2 separate regions of the Mus musculus genome follow, and region 1 is linked to region 2. The links are chromatin contacts, called in public promoter capture Hi-C maps. All regions are on one chromosome and are shown on one strand. Each heading gives the region's core, a stretch centred on a gene start, on an enhancer-like site or on the middle of the called end of the contact. The rest is flanking DNA. Distances are from core to core; before and after follow the strand shown.

Evidence for each region. Promoter capture Hi-C pulls out the DNA fragments that hold promoters and counts their contacts.
Region 1: a promoter capture Hi-C map of liver shows a contact between it and region 2, with 2.9 times the contacts expected there. The contact joins the promoter of E330013P04Rik here to the promoter of Eno4 in region 2. A contact is called at or near these places in 2 of 39 promoter capture datasets (the 3T3-L1 cell line and liver).

The regions. Positions count from the first base shown.
Region 1 is chr19:60,143,217-60,146,447 of GRCm38.p6, reverse strand. It overlaps E330013P04Rik (RIKEN cDNA E330013P04 gene), which reads right to left and starts at 1,773. Exons shown (of 5, transcript NR_026942.1): 1 at 1,613-1,773.
Region 2 is chr19:58,941,964-58,945,338 of GRCm38.p6, reverse strand. Eno4 (enolase 4) reads right to left here and starts at 1,914. Exons shown (of 14, transcript NM_178689.4): 1 at 1,718-1,914. The coding sequence starts at 1,882. It also overlaps a transcript of Hspa12a not described here.

The DNA.
Region 1 (3,231 bases), core at 524-3,023, 1.2 Mb before region 2:
CAGGAGGGAGACTTAAGGCGTCTGAAAGAACCGAGTGATTTCCTCTGGCCTGGAGTGAACATCCCGGCAACCAAAGACAGCTTTAGCAGAACGGCTCATTCCTACTTGGCCTGTGACGGAATAGGATATTAATGTTATTTATTTTTAGTTCCAGATCTGTATTTTAAGGTGTTTTATTGGTTTATGGGAAAATGGGTTTGCGTGAGCTGAGCTATGGTATAGGACTTGATGTATATAAAGCATGTATGAAAAAGCTTAGAAAATAGCATGGGCCAGATGTTAGAATATTGCAAGTTTTTGTTTTCTTTCTTTTCATGGTACAAACAAGGTTTTTGATGAATCATGGTACTGCCAAAAAAAAAAAAATCTAGAAAAAAATTCCTTTCAATTTTACCCACTGAGCCATCAACCAACCAGCCCTCCCTTTAAATTTTAACATGGAACAACATTTGGGAAATTGAATATTTAACATTGAGAAAAGCGGACATCTTTGAATTTCACTTGGTAGACATTTTAGCAGGCATGCCACAGTAGAAACACAAACCCACAGTTTTTATTTATTTTTATGAGCCAGTATTTTTTTTATTCTTTCAGTTTCCAGATAGTGGATTCAAAAATTTCAAACAGTATTCAAAAGGAGATAATGATTCTTAGAATTTTTTGACACAGGGGCTTCACTTGAGTAATAATCGGATACCCTACATCGACACTCTTCACAGACTTTGCTAAATATGAGCACTGGAGATGTCTCAAGTCGATCAGTGTTTCCATGGAAATAGATAACCCTTAGATAAGGCCTGAGAAACAGGGTTTGAGATGCTGTGAACCCCAGTCCCAGCACAGGAGAGAGATCAGAGTTCCGAAGACAAATGTGTATTTCTGTAGGATGAGTGTTTTCTCCGAAAGCATTAAGGGCGAGGACAATACTATCGTAGGGTTTTTAATCTTGGAAATAAGAGAGTAAATTACTTTGTACCTTATGCTTTTCAAGAGTGGTTAACCCAGCTTTGGAAGCAATGCTTCCTATTCCTAAAGGCAATAAGAACACTAGCTTAGAAAACTTGTGAATTACGGCTTCCCTGGCTGTGAGTTCCTAAGCTATTTATCTTAATTTTAGTTATCTTCTCTCATTCCAGTACTGCACTACATCCACACACATTTAATGATGTTTGTGAAATTCATAGCTAACTGTCTTGTATCACTTGGGGCTGCCTGGACATTACTTTTTGCTAATACTTTCTGCAAGAAGAACTCTCAAAGTCTGCACTCTACTTTGGACTTTTAACAAGAATAAACCTACAGAGCTGTATTTCTATCACTCCTTTCTGACTAAATCAATATTTGACTGGAATAGCCCCCATGAAAAGTCTGATTATTGAATATTGTGAAATCCACATCACTGTCCACAGCCGAGAGCAGTCCTCCTGCCCGTGGGTAAGAATTAAGATGTCGCAGGCAGGAATCAACACAGGATACTGGATTAAGTGAAGCTTTTTTCCCCCGTGTGTTAGAGCAAGTTTTATGAGTTAGAGAAGTCGCTGCCAGGCCGTGGTTTCTACACACAGGAGTAGTCTCTGCTGGGAAAAAGGGTTACAAAAGTCACCCGGCTTACCTTGCTTGTCACCACAACTCTGCAGGCGCGAGTGTCTCCAGTCCCACAACAGTTTAACTCACATGGATCCAGGAAGAAACCATTTCTCTGACCGATTACATCTTGGTTGCTCCCAAGGATACAGGGCTTTTGGGAAACACTGTGCATGCGTTCTTCGGTGGTTCCTCTCAATTTAAAGGCTGAAAGATGGGCAAGTGTCCAGTGGCTGCCCGACGACCGGGACAGGAATTCGCAACAGTAAGGCTTGTTCAGAAAGGGTTTCCCGTGACACAGCACAGTTTCACAGCAGCCACTAGATGGCGCATGAGAACCACTTGTGTCAGGCACCAACGCAAATGATCAGGTCTGTTCACAGCGAACCAAAAAAGTCCGAAAACAATCCTTCCCAAACTACTTTTCTAATAGGTTATTATCACCATCTCAGTGTTTACACGAAACCTAAATGGTCTTGATTTGTTTGGTGACTGTAGGGGAATCCTCCACAGAATATCCCGGTCAGATTGTAAACGTGGCATTTTAAATCTTTATTAAGTCAGAAAAGGGAATTGAGACAGACAGGAGCAACTAAATCTACCTATTTAGTACTGAACTTCAACAAAAGTTTTCTAAGTGTCTACTGGGTGGGAATGTTACTTAAGCTTCTTAAATGGTAAAAGAACATTCTATTACCCGGAAGAAAAATAAAAACCAAAATAACAACAACAAAAACAAAACAAACAAACAAACAAAAAAACCCAAAGTACCAGCAGCAAAAACGGTACCATCAATTTCACATTGTACAGAATGTCAAAGATATGTTAGACCTACACATAGCTCTGGGACTTCAGTAGTTGAATTTAAATTTTTTTTTCTATTTATTTATTTGAACGTGTGTGAGCTCATGTCCTACTGTGAAGGTCAGAGGGCAACTTGAAGGAGTCTGCTTCTCTTTCCACCATGTAAGTCTTGGGGATTGACATCATGTCCTGAGGTTTGGTGGCAAGTGTGTTTACAGTGAGCCAGCCATCTTGCCAGTTCATCATTTCTTGATGTAGAACAAATATGAATGTCAGGGACAAAAACCAAAGCAAAACCAAACCAAACCACAACTGCAACAACAAACCCCCTATAATCTCAGGACTTAGCTTATAATTTTTTTCCCTCTTAGAGCCAAGGATAACTCTCTTTGCCTTAGTAAATGTAAACTCCTATACAGAAAATACTGAAAGAGACAAAGTTACAGTGGAAGCAGTTTTTGTTTTTCTTTTGTGTTTGTTGTCATCAAATATAAAATTATGACACTTCTAAACCCACCTTCTGATAAACATTAATAGTAACAGATCTTATAGAAATATTCAGAGGGGAAAATCCTCAAGAAAACATCTTCAAGTTGATTTTGAAAGTTCTGAAGATGACTCAAAAGTCTCTGAAATATGTTTACTAGAAAGTCAGTGGCTTAAAACAAACAAACTAGGGGCAGCTTTTCTCTTTCACCCTCCTTAAAGTAGGTGTGATATTTCTTCTGAGGCAACCTGGAGCCCAGAGTAAAGACTGCTCTCATTTTTAGATCACTGGTTGTTTGTTTGAACTGAAGAATTAGTTGCATTTCAAAATAAGGACATGCCTAATGAAATGATTAA
Region 2 (3,375 bases), core at 665-3,164:
TTTTAGAGACAGGGTTTCCTCTGTGTAGCCCTGGCTGTCCTGGAACTTACTTTGTAGACCAGGCTGGCCTCGAACTCAGAAATCCGTCTGCCTCTGCCTCCCAACTGCTGGGATTAAAGGGGTGTGCCACCATGCCCGAGACCTTTCTTAACCCACAGACTTGGTATCTCTCTCCAGCAAGCTTTTCTATGGCAAGCCGACTGACTGACTCCCTAATCCTTCTTCTCAAGTTGTGGAAGTCATTGGTCTTTATACTGTGACATATTCAGATTTTAAAAATCCGAAGGGGATAATTTTTATCCCTGCCCACCCCCAGGCAGACATCTGGCTTGTCAACAGTGAAAACCGTGTTCCCCTCACCAACCATCAGCTGATGCACAGTGACACCTAACTCCAACAGGCCTCTTGGGAAGCTTAGTAATTGCAATTTCCTTTAAGTGGCAGAGCAGAAATCACTTGGAAGGGATCCAAGATTGACTTCTGAGCGCTGTGCCTACTATGGGCGCTGACACCCTTGGGCAGGTTGACCAGGGTTGTCCAAGAAAGCAGGCTGAGCAAGCCATGAGAAGCAAACCAGTAGGCAGCATTTTTTTTCTTCCTATAGCCTCTGCTGCATTTCCTGCCCAGACTTCCCTCAGTGATGGGCTGTGGCATGGAAATGTAAACCAAATAAACAAGTTCCTAAGTTGCTTTTGGTCAGAATGTTGTAGCAAAGGATAGAAAGCAAATGGGGCCGCCCCTAACTAAGGTATGGGAGTTCCCAAAGAGCTGTACAAACCAGTGCCAGGCTGCCTAACAGACTAGGAAGAGACAGGGTGAGGTGTCCTTTTAGACAACGAGTTAACAGTTCCTTCAGCAAGAGAGAGAGGGATTGAAATCTTTATAAGGCCTTCACTCACCTATTCCACAAAAAGTCTATAATTGTCCCTTTGTCCCACAGTGCAGGGGTAGGGGTGAGGGTGGGGGTACTAGTTAAAGCCCTGAGGCCCAAGTTCTTTATTTAAAAAAGGGAGGGTTGTTTGTTTGTTTTAAATCTTGCAGAGCTTTTAGAGACGAAGACAACGAGTGGTAGGTACCCCAACTCCTTTCCAAGTCACATCTGATGCACAGGAATCCCCCTCCTCAGCAGCCAACCATTAGGTAACTCAAAGGATTACTGTAGGATGGCCCTAGGAGAGCTCAAGGACACTCAGTCAACAACGGAGAAGGGCCTCCGAGTGAAATCTGCATTTTGGCAGTCACTGGCCCGAGACGTTGGGTACCTAGCCAATGCAGGGTGCGTGAGGTTTTCACACCTGGGAGCTTAGACTTGGAATCTGAGACATCAGGGGGGAGTGGAAGCCAAAGGAATGGGACCCGGGGTGGGCTGCAGCCAAGTCCCTGGCATTCGTTTCGTGGTCCAGCTTGCGTCCCCGCCCGCAGGTAAGGTAAGTTCAGCGTCAGGTCTGTGGTTTAGAAAACCAACGGCAGGTGAGCTCCTTGGATAGAAAAGAAGCTCGCCAGTCTCGGAGCAGACCTGAGCTACAGACCCATTCAGGGTCCTCTTGTCAACTCTCCGCATCCTCCCCGCGCAGCACGCTCGCCCTGCTCTCAGCTGGGCATCCCCTAACCCTTCTGCCCAGCAGCGCGCAGGCGCGACTCCGTTGCGCAGGCGCAGACGCATCGCGCTGCCGCAGCGTGGGCCAGAGGGAGGAGGGAGCTCCCCGCGCGTCCCTACCAGGTGCCCGTAGACATCCGCAGGCTGGAGGTAGAAGGTGGAGTTGAGCAGATCTTCCAGCTTGCGCGGGACGTCGTTCTCCTGGTAGTACGCCATCGCCTGCTGCTTCAGCTTCTGCAGGTCCCTAGTGATCCCGCCTCTGCGGCCGCCGTCTTCATCTCCCATGGTAGGAGACTTAGGGCTACAGCGGGGTTTTGCCAGGGGGCCCGCCAGCGTCCTTTTGTCGCTAGGCAACGCAACGAGATCACGACCCCTAGATCTCGCGAGGCTTCCTTCCCTTGGTGGACCGAGACTCAAGCTTTCCGTTCGGGACCCATCGTTGTCCCGTCCGCACTTCGCCTTTCTTCAATGCTTCGCTCTTAGTGCTCTCTCGTCCCCGTTTGTCACTGTTCCTCGGACAGTTTTGCAGACGGGGAGGCATTTAACGATTGTTTGAGTTCGTTTTGCAGAAGCTGGGGAGCGGTACCCGCCACTTCAACTCTTGCAGTTAACGAGGGAGAGGGATGCAAGAGCCCAGGGTGCCCTTCCTGAGCCGTGGAGGTCCTGGGCATGCATCCCTTCCAACCCACGCACTGTGCTTGCTGCACGCCTCGTGATGCTCTCTCTCAGAAAGCTCCCTTTGGGGGAGATTACTGAGAGTGAAACCCAGTGTAGGAAGTAAGACTGATGATGCTTTGGAGAGACCCAGGGCGAGGTGGAGGCCATGCAAAACGCAGCCCATGAGAAAGTCCTTGGGTCATGGTCTGTAGCAGCGGGCTGCCTGTTTACTGTGACAGTTAGGTACCAGACGCAATGATAGAACTTATTTCTGTGCTCGTTACTTGGATGGTGCAGGACGATCCAAGTAATGGATAGGAGTGGGCCGAGACAGACAGGGTGTTTTCGTGTTTTTTTTTTTTTATTGTTGCCTGTTTTATGTTCCCAACAGAAAGCAGGTTGCTTAAAAGACTTGTGCCTTCATTGCTCATCTGGAAAACGTAATCTTACCTGCTCTGTCCGCTGGACAATCACTTAAAATAACCCCGAGTGCGAAGAGGCATTTGGGAACAGTTGTTTTCCATAAATGTACTGTTGGATGTAGGTGGATAAAATACCTGATTCTGTAAGTACGCTTATATAACCGAGACCCATTCCTCCCTGCTCTGGACTCTCTTTGAGGACGATTTCCTTTCTGTGGTGTGATGGGTCATCACACACTTGCCCTCCCCTCTGGCTGGCTGCAAGTCCTTGGATGGTGGAAGCAGAGACTTAGTCATCTCCTTGTCCATCGCAGAGCTGAGCGCTCACAGCTGGGATTTTAGTGCACCTTTGTTTAAAAACGAGCCCACAATGTTGCCATTGCTTTTATTCCTGGGTGTGGCCGTCCTCATACCAACCCGCCTCCTGTGGAAGGTACCTCCTTCGCCCATCCTGTGAAGGTTGAGTTTTGTGTCTTAAGAAAAGCTGTGCTTCACATTCTCACCCCCCCAGCAGACTGCTCTTTCTACTGATCTCCTTGCCCACTTGAAACCTGGACCACAGACGTGAGCCCTCATCTTTTAGGGCTGACCCATTTGACTTTCTTCTTTTTCATTCTTCTGTGCTCAGCATGAATCTCTGGGCCTACCACCTGGATGCAGCCACTGAACTATATCTCCAGACCTCATTTAATTTTCTTT